Linked DNA regions of Mus musculus: region 1 is linked to region 2. Evidence: chromatin contacts called from public Hi-C data. All regions are on one chromosome and are shown on one strand. The core of a region is the stretch at or near the end of the contact, and the rest is flanking DNA. Distances in the headings are between cores, read along the strand shown.

What was found. A called contact is a pair of places that touch in the nucleus more often than the background predicts.
Region 1: a Hi-C map of cerebellum shows a contact between it and region 2, with 1.9 times the contacts expected there. The contact joins two enhancer-like sites. A contact is called at or near these places in 2 of 484 Hi-C or Micro-C datasets (cerebellar granule neurons and cerebellum).

Annotation. Positions count from the first base shown.
Region 1 is chr5:60,597,451-60,602,458 of GRCm38.p6, reverse strand. No RefSeq gene overlaps it. Among named protein-coding and RNA genes, the nearest start is that of Gm23331, 99 kb to the right of the region's middle. Within about 2 kb of position 2,193, at least 13 of the 459 cell types and tissues checked have an H3K27ac peak or open chromatin away from gene starts, as enhancers often do. A contact at or near this core is called in cerebellum, where this site is marked.
Region 2 is chr5:59,752,865-59,758,031 of GRCm38.p6, reverse strand. No RefSeq gene overlaps it. Among named protein-coding and RNA genes, the nearest start is that of 4933402J10Rik, 230 kb to the left of the region's middle. Within about 2 kb of position 1,616, at least 3 of the 459 cell types and tissues checked have an H3K27ac peak or open chromatin away from gene starts, as enhancers often do. A contact at or near this core is called in cerebellum, where this site is marked.

The sequences.
Region 1 (5,008 bases), core at 944-3,443, 840 kb before region 2:
CCAGATATGCTGGTGAAATTGCGATGGAAAGATTATGGCAATAACCACCCATTATCATATTGACTTTAAGATCCACTCCATGGGATAAAACACATGCAAGACATTACTCAATGTCAATACCCCTGCAAGACTAACTATGCCATAGACCTAGGGGAAAAAGAAATAATTTTTCAGTTAGACACAGAACAATAAAATGACCCCAATGATGTTCTTTTGTAGCCATGAATAAATTGTCACTATCAGTTGTTAGAGAAATCCTCTTACACTTTATGTAAACTAATATAAAGAACCCAAAGTGGGCCATATGCAGTGACAGTAATTTTTGAAACACTCTGCTTGAAATGTGATTTTTCCTCACATCAGTTCCATCAGGGCTCAAGGCACTTTCTGGAAGAGGAGAAAACATTGTAGGACTGAGAGGAAATGGATGAATCCAAAGAAAGCATATATTCCAGACACAATAAGACTGAGGTACATATAAATTTATAGAGTGCAAAGCATGCATAAGGCCTCTCCAGGATTAAGACACAGGATCTCAGGAATGAGTATTGGATAGACACTCCCATCCTAAATCAAGAAGCCATCTCCACCTAGCATCCGTTTGCAAAAGAAAAATAGTTCTCTTTAATGTAGTCTCACCGAGCATATTAACCACATTTATGTGGGGACCCCATTCCTAGCTATAGACAACCAATAACACAATGAACTCAATAGTATTTCATAGACTTTTTTTTTTTTCATATTGCTTTGTTTGGGCTTTTCCTTCCTTCCTTTCTTCCTTCCTTGCTTCCTTCCTTCCTTCATTCCTCCCTCCCTCCCTTCCTCTCTCTCTTTCTCTCTCCCTTCCTCTCTCTCTCTCTCTCTCTCTCTCTCTCTCTCTTTCTTCCTTCCTTCCTTCCTTCCTTCCTTCCTTCCTTGTAAAGATTTCCCCTTCTTTATGGTTTGTTTGTTGTCCATTTTCTAAAAAGAGAAAGCAAGAAGGCATAGAGTTGTTAGTAGTTTGAGGTGGAGAGGAAGTAGAGAAGAAGTTGTAAGAGGAGAAATATTGGGTATAATATATTGTTTTTTTCAAGAGTAAAAAAGAAATGTGAGCTAAGGAAATCAGTAAATAAACATCAAATGTTAACATAAACAAAACTCAAGTTAGTTGTGAAAATGATCAATATCACTTATGTCATGGAAATGCAAATTAAATCCCCTGAGAGGTATCATCCCTCCCTTTGCAAAGTTAATGAGCACTGGAAGTTAAAATTCTGTACACTGTTAAGTAGGGTAAGGCTTTATCCTCACTATCAGATCCCCAGATTAAAACCTCTCCTTCATTTATGAGGTTAAGAGTCAATGCCGTTAAGCAAACTCAATGTTATCATGCTGCAGGTTAGACAAATATCAACTAAAACAATATAAATAATCTCACATGCCTTATTTAGTCTCTAATTTTCTTAGAAAAGTGATAAGAGAAATAAGTGCTTCTGAACTTTCTTTGTCTCTAAGACATATTTTAGGTGACCCAAATGGACTTTTTAAAGTAAATTATAAACTATACTTAAACGTAAAATTGTATTTAATGTTACCTTTTTCTCCATTAGAAAAAAATGGAATTCATTCTACATGTTTAATGATATAATTTGCAGCATAAAATAATCTATTAAAACCTTTAAATAGAAGGGAGAAAGAAATAGGAAAGGAAAAAAATACTAAATCATTGATATCCAAAATACTCAAATATAGATATCTCTATGTCTCTTTACTTCGTATGTCTTTTATACTTGAAATATAAGCATGAAAGTCTGTCTTGTTCATGCTTTGTAACTCTTTAGTAATGTAACACTATAGCACACAGATAGAAAATATTAAGAAACACCAGATTTTGATTTTCATGAGAAAAGAGAATAACTAACAAACGTGAATTTAAGTCATTCAGTCATTCATGCATGCTGCAGAGGTGAGGCCAATCAGATGACAGGCGTCCAATTTCACACCACCACAGCACATTCTCTGCTAAATGTAACGGAAGAATGAACAAAGCAACCAGAAGCAATCTAACAGTCCAACAAATTTCTGTTCAGTGGATGCTGGTTTCCAAGAAAATGCTAATAACAAGACCACGTGTTGTTTTGGCAGAGTCAGGAGTTAACGTGATTATGTTCCCATGGGTCACCACATGTTGTCTTGGCCATCATCATTGTTTCCTGTAGTGATAAGATGCCTAAGGGTTACCACAGGCTGATAGACATAGCACGCCAAATTACACTCTGCATCACGCCATCTGCCAAGCTACAGCTTTTCAGGACACTGCAGAACTGCAGAAAGAAAAAAAAAAAGTCTTGTGATTATAGGCAGGTATTTCATGATCTATGATCTGGAATCATTTTTATGGAGCTGATGATTATGTACACATGACAGGGTGAGAGTGTCAATGAAATCCCAATTAGGGGGGATATTCAAAAGCCCAGGCCTGCATAGCTCACTAAGTTTAACAGAAGGGAGTGTGGATTCATCTTGTAGCATTTGTTCTATTCTCAGCTTTAATTAGCATCAAGGAGTTTAATTAGAAAGATACCATATGAGAGAATACAGGGAATGGAACAGCTCGAAGGGACAAAACACTTCTTTGGTCCAGATGCTTCGTGCTCCCAAATAATTTGAGAGATGTGGTCAAGAAGACACAATTAGAACCTAGGGATTACAAACTCCAGGCAGAGACATGCATGTTTGAAGGCCTGCTCAAGAACTACAGGCAGACAATGATAATAGTTATTAATCACAGTCCTTGTCCAAAGGCTCTCCTCTTCCCAGTGTCTGCACTAAACAGCTACACCACGTGGATCCTCTCATTAGTGTACTGTGGATGTTTTCTTTTTTCTCATACTCTCTGAATGAAATATTGTGCATCACAGTTACATAATTATTGCTGTTTAAGTATTTATTAATTCAACAATTGTTTTGTGGAAAACCCATGCATATGATACCTGCACTGAATAGGAAATGAAATACAGAGGAAGAAAGAAAAATGAGAATCTTCTCACAAGTAAAAAAATCATTGAGAATGACTGAGAGAACATCTTGGTACTTTGTTACATATTCTGCTTTAAATAACACAACAATAAAAGTCAGCTCTCCTACAAAAACTGCTGACATACAGTATTGTTCAGTCACTATCTTCTTAAGCAAACAGAACAAACCAGAAATCATGAATTTAATATGCTCTTCCCAGTTTTGCTTGTACAGTAGCAGAATAAAATGAAAGAAATTTTTTATTTTGTTGAATTTATATATATGACTTTATATAAGATATTAATTATAAAGATTTCTATATATAATTTATAAATATCCCCATAATTTATGGTTTTCTGGAATTATATTTTTTCAGGAATTGTATATATATAAAATGTGTGTGTGTGTGTGTATACATATACACATATACATATATAGGTAGGTAGAGAATGGGAAATGAGGTTACAAGGAAAGTCTCCTCGACAAAGCTTATAAGATCATTTAAGATCTGTGTCCCATTATTTCTATACGTTACCTCTAGGGTATATTCTGAATGTTTGTGAGCTTCTTCAATTTCAAAAGCCTGAAATTTATTTTACCAAGTCAAGTACTGTCGTGAATAAGCAGGGAGCTAATAAAATTGCTTTCAACTAAAGTTTTCAAATGGAAAATTGAATGGATTTGAAATTTAAAGGTAGTCTTTAGCCAAGTTGAAAAAGCTAAACTTTAAATGAATTCCTCATGGATTTCTAATATTTATAACGTATGAAGTAAAATTGAGAATTAAACTGTCCTTTGCAATAAAAGCTAGGAATTGAACAGAACAAAATTTTTGCCAACTAAGCATGTGCTTACCGTCCTGCTGACACTGACTTCGCCAAGTTTGTTAGAATCAGTGTTGTAAAGCTGATATTAACGTCTGTGTATAGTTAACATTTGAGGTACTATTTCAATTAATAAATTAATGTATTTCAGTTAGTTTCAGAAAATTAAAGTGAAGCTATAATTTTTGATAATGGCTTTATTAGATGTATAGAAATATGGAAAAGTATTCATTTCAAGAAATGATTCAGGAATTGTTTTTAAAAGTTTTGGTTTTGGTATAAAGAATCCTCTGGATGGATTGTCTGACCTTTTAGAATATTTAGAAGAAATATATAATAACTAAAACAGTACTTTTTTTATTTTACAAATAAAGCTATGAAACACAAATACTGAAATGTTAATCTCGATTATCCTCTCTTCAAAATGTGGTGAGACTCTGTTGTTCAATTTAATACTATATTGCCTTTTTTTGTTTTTGAGTTTTTCGAGACAGGGTTTCTCTGTGTATCACTGGCTGTCCTGGAACTCACTCTGTAGACCAGGATGGCCTTGAATGGTGTAATTTTTTAAGTTTCAAGTAACAGTAGTAAAATATTGATAGTATGTAAAGAGAGTAAATAAACTCAGAGGTATTACTAGCCTGGAAGTTAGGTCCCTAAAACAATTTTCTTAGCATTTTTATGATAAAAGAAGAGAAAGCAAGAGTGAAATTACTATCATAAATTTTTAGTTTAAAATAAAAATTTCAGAAGCACATAAAAACTCAGAAAATTAGCCCTCAATAAAGCACGGTAAGAGGGACACTAGGAAAACATACTAAAGAGTAATACATAGGACTTATGCATTTTAAAGAAACACAAGTTTCAGAGTGAATTAATTGAGTGCACCAAATCACAAGATAACAGAGTAGAGTAGGGACAAATGATCAAAAGAAAAGTGAAACAAGGATGTGGGATGATGAGGCACTTGTGCATAATATGAACATGAGTTCAGAGTCCCAGCTATAAAGTGATGTAATGATGGATGGATTTATAGCAATTGCAAATAACTGTGTGACTAATAATTAATTAGGGCCATTTTAAGGATAGAATAGAAGCCTCATCCATTAGAACCTTTCTCAAATATACACATATATGCATGTGATCTAAGTGAAATTTCCAAGTAAGGAGGAAGACAGTCTCAAATG
Region 2 (5,167 bases), core at 367-2,866:
GTTTTCAATAACAGATGACCTTCTTATTTTTATAAGAAACCATTTGAAAAGCTACACAACATAGTAAGCGATTTGCCTTTGTAAGCCTGTCTCAAGTGAATAGGAACATAAATGGCTAAAAACTTTGAATGAAAATATAAACTAGATATATTTAAGGGTAGGATTTAATCTACATATAAGATTAAGTAGTTGTTTATGTTGCACACAAGAGAATACAATTTTATGCAAAATATCTGTTTAGCTACATTGTGACAATAATATATAACAGGAATGTTAATTTAAGTTTTTCTATTGTGACTGTACTCAGAACTTTTAAATCTTGGTACACAGATTTCAGATTTTCAAGCTATCCATTTTGCATGTATATAAAGTTTGAATTTTGTTCTAAAATTCTAATTTTCAAAAGAAAAATATGTGCAATGAAAACTAATATATGAAGTTACTGATGTGGTGCATGCTTCATAAAGTTTATCCTTTATGTCTATTCAGCTGTTACTATAAAAGAATTATACATTACAAACATAGAGAAGGATTTTAGATCATTTAAAATCCATTAAGAGCTAAGATACTTTTATAATTAATTTTCCACTGAGATGAGAATTCAGAACCTTGAAATAACTTGCAGATGGGCATTGTCATCAGCAAGGGAACCTCTGTGGCGCCTTCCAAGAATTATTTTAATCTCTATTAGAAATTCAGGGTGCATTGATATCTCACACTCTTGTTTGATTTCTTAGAAATAACATGGCTGAGTTCCAAAAGGACTTAAATTCTGAGCTATTTGCTGAACCACATATGCCTTTCCTTGGAACATCATCTTTGTCATGGAAATGTTCCTTGGAATGAAGAGATGTGCAAATTCATGTTTTTTTTTTTCCCTCAGCTCCTTTCCTCACTCTTGCAAAGATGATGTAGTCACAAAGGGAGCAACGTTAGGGAAACACAAAGGTGTATCCTGATAAATACTTCCAACAGCATCACGGAATAGATTGTTAATTGTTGTGCCACAAATTGCAACAAACAAAGTTACAGGCATAAAACAATAGACATTTGTCATATTTTCTGAATCAAAAGTGTGCCCAGCTAGCTGTAGTCACCACTACACTGATTGGATCCACTCCCCAGTTTATTGGCAAGGCTGTACTTCTGCCATATTTTTGGACTGAGACCTCACCTCCACAAGCTGCACACTGGAGCCTTCCATTGGTAGCATGCCATATGGACCTTCCACAGAATGATTCAAAAAATGGTAGATTGCACAGGAAAAAAAAAAAAAAGAGGGCCAACTGAAGCCACACACATTCCTTGTTAACTTGATTATAGACTGCTGTCATTAGACAATGTCTCATTTTCTTCACAGGAACCCAAGACGAGGCCCATTCTCACTAACAAGTTAGTGAACGTGATGAACATTTCCACAAGCTGCTAAAACAGTGTTTGCTATAAACAGATGTACATGTTTTCTGCCTAGACATATTTTGTGGAAATTTCTTCAAATTCCAATGTAAAGGTAACAAGTACATTGTCTTTGACAAAAAACAGATAAAGTGTGTGTTGCCAGGAATGGCTTTATCACCAAATGTTGCTTTAGTGTGTGCCAAGCCTACTGACTACTAGTTAAACTACATCCCACTCACTGCTATTTCAGGACCATATGATTTGAAACAGGTGATGACTAAAGGTGCTGTGATTTCCCTAGCATATTGTTTATTCAATATTTGATAAGTGTTTCTGCCGCTTACTTGGAACGGAAACATCAAAGGCAGGTATGAGAAATTTGGCCAAGATTCTGTGGTTCCATGTGAAATATTTTGACAAGAACTTGTATAAAGAGAAATGCATACAGGCTAGAGGGTGCGCCAGAGAACCGGACAGCTTCTGGGACGGGCAGAAGCACAGAGCCGCTGAGGCAGCAGCCTGGGCGGGCCGCAGACAGCCGGCCACCGTCCGGACCAGAGGACAGGTGTCCGCCTGGCTCGGGAGACGGCCTCAGCCTCAGGAGCAGCGGTCACCATCTTGGTTCCAGGACTCCCTGGAACTTAGGATTTTAGTCTGCACAGGTGAGAGTCTGCACCACAGAAGCTGACAGCTTCTGGGAACTGCCAAAGCAACACAGCTTCTGAGAGAGGCCCTGTTTTGGGCCTTCTTCTTCGACCAGGAGGAGGTCCAAAAACAAGATATCTGCGCACCTTCCCTGTAAGAGAGCTTGCCAGCAGAGAGTGCTCTGAGCACTGAAACTCAGAGGAGAGAATCTGTCTCCCAGATCTGCTGAGAGACAGTAACAGAATCACCAGAAGAACAATCTCTAAACAGAGTCAACTATAACTACTAACTCCAGAGATTACCAGATGGCGAAAGGTAAACGTAGGAATCCTACTAACAGAAACCAAGACCACTCACCATCATCAGAACCCAGCACTCCCACTTCGCCCAGTCCAGGGCACCCCAACACACCCAAAAAACTAGACCTAGATTTAAAAGCATATCTCATGATGATGGTAGAGGACATCAAGAAGGACTTTAATAAATCACTTAAAGAAATACAGGAGAACACTGCTAAAGAGTTACAAGTCCTTAAAGAAAAACAGGAAAACACAATCAAACAGGTAGAAGTCCTTACAGAAAAAGAGGAAAAAACATACAAACAGGTGATGGAAATGAACAAAACCATACTAGACCTAAAAAGGGAAGTAGACACAATAAAGAAAACTCAAAGTGAGGCAACACTGGAGATAGAAACCCTAGGAAAGAAATCTGGAACCATAGATTTGAGCATCAGCAACAGAATACAAGAGATGGAAGAGAGAATCTCAGGTGCAGAAGATTCCATAGAGAACATCGGCACAACAATCAAAGAAAATGGAAAATGCAAAAAGATACTAACTCAAAATATCCAGGAAATCCAGGACACAATGAGAAGACCAAACGTACGGATAATAGGAGTGGATGAGAATGAAGATTTTCAACTCAAAGGTCCAGCAAACATCTTCAACAAAATTATTGAAGAAAACTTCCCAAATCTAAAGAAAGAGATGCCTATGAACATACAAGAAGCCTACAGAACTCCAAATAGACTGGACCAGAAAAGAAATTCCTCCCGACACATAATAATCAGAACAACAAATGCACTAAATAAAGATAGAATACTAAAAGCAGTAAGGGAAAAAGGTCAAGTAACATATAAAGGCAAGCCTATCAGAATTACACCAGATTTTTCACCAGAGACTATGAAAGCCAGAAGAGCCTGGACAGATGTTATACAGACACTAAGAGAACACAAACTGCAGCCCAGGCTACTATACCCAGCCAAACTCTCAATTATCATAGAGGGAGAAACCAAAGTATTCCACGACAAAACCAAATTCACGCATTATCTCTCCACGAATCCAGCCCTTCAAAGGTTAATAACAGAAAAAAACCAATACAAGAACGGGAACAATGCCCTAGAAAAAACAAGAAGGTAATCCCTCAACAAACCTAAAAGAAGACAGCCACAAGAACAGAATGCCAACTTTAACAACAAAAATAACAGGAAGCAACAATTACTTTTCCTTAATATCTCTTAACATCAATGGTCTCAACTCCCCAATAAAAAGACATAGACTAACAAACTGGCTACACAAACAAGACCCAACATTTTGCTGTTTACAGGAGACACATCTCAGAGAAAAAGATAGACACTACCTCAGAATGAAAGGCTGGAAAACAATTTTCCAAGCAAATGGTATGAAGAAACAAGCTGGAGTAGCCATCCTAATATCTGATAAGATTGACTTCCAACCCAAAGTCATCAAAAAAGACAAGGAGGGGCACTTCGTTCTCATCAAAGGTAAAATCCTCCAAGAGGAACTCTTAATTCTGAATATCTATGCTCCAAATACAAGGGCAGCCACATTCATTAAAGAAACTTTAGTAAAGCTCAAAGCACACATTGCACCTCACACAATAATAGTGGGAGACTTCAACACACCACTTTCACCAATGGACAGATCATGGAAACAGAAACTAAACAGGGACACACTGAAACTAACAGAAGTGATGAAACAAATGGATCTGACAGATATCTACAGAACATTTTATCCTAAAACAAAAGGATATACCTTCTTCTCAGCACCTCATGGTACCTTCTCCAAAATTGACCACATAATAGGTCACAAAACAGGCCTCAACAGATTCAAAAATATTGAAATTGTCCCATGTATCCTATCAGATCACCATGCACTAAGGCTGATCTTCACTAACAAAAAAAATAACAGAAAGCCAACACTCACGTGGAAACTGAACAACACTCTTCTCAATGATACCTTGGTCAAGGAAGGAATAAAGAAAGAAATTAAAGACTTTTTAGAGTTTAATGAAAATGAAGCCACAACGTACCCAAACCTTTGGGACACAATGAAAGCATTTCTAAGAGGGAAACTCATAGCTCTGAGTGCCTCCATGAAGAAACGGGAGAGAGCACATACTAGCAGCTTGACAACACATCTAAAAGCTCTAGAAAAAAAGGAAGCAAATTCACCCAAGAGGAGTAGACGGCAGGAAATAATCAAACTCAGGGGTGAAATCAACCAAGTGGAAACAAGAAGAACTATTCAAAGAATTAACCAAACGAGGAGTTGGTTCTTTGAGAAAATCAACAAGATAGATAAACCCTTAGCTAGACTCACTAGAGGGCACAGAGACAAAACCCTAATTAACAAAATCAGAACTGAAAAGGGAGACATAACAACAGATCCTGAAGAAATCCAAAACACCATCAGATCCTTCTACAAAAGGCTATACTCAACAAAACTGGAAAACCTGGACGAAATGGACAAATTTCTGGACAGATACCAGGTACCAAAGTTGAATCAGGATCAAGTTGACCTTCTAAACAGTCCCATATCCCCTAAAGAAATAGAAGCAGTTATAAATAGTCTCCCAGCCAAAAAAAGCCCAGGACCAGACGGGTTTAGTGCAGAGTTCTACAGACCTTCAAAGAAGATCTAATTCCAGTTCTGCACAAACTTTTTCACAAGATAGACGTAGAAAGTACTCTACCCAACTCATTTTATGAAGCCACTATTACTCTGATACCTAAACCACAGAAAGATCCAACAAAGATAGAGAACTTCAGACCAATTTCTCTTATGAATATCGATGCAAAAATCCTCAATAAAATTCTCGC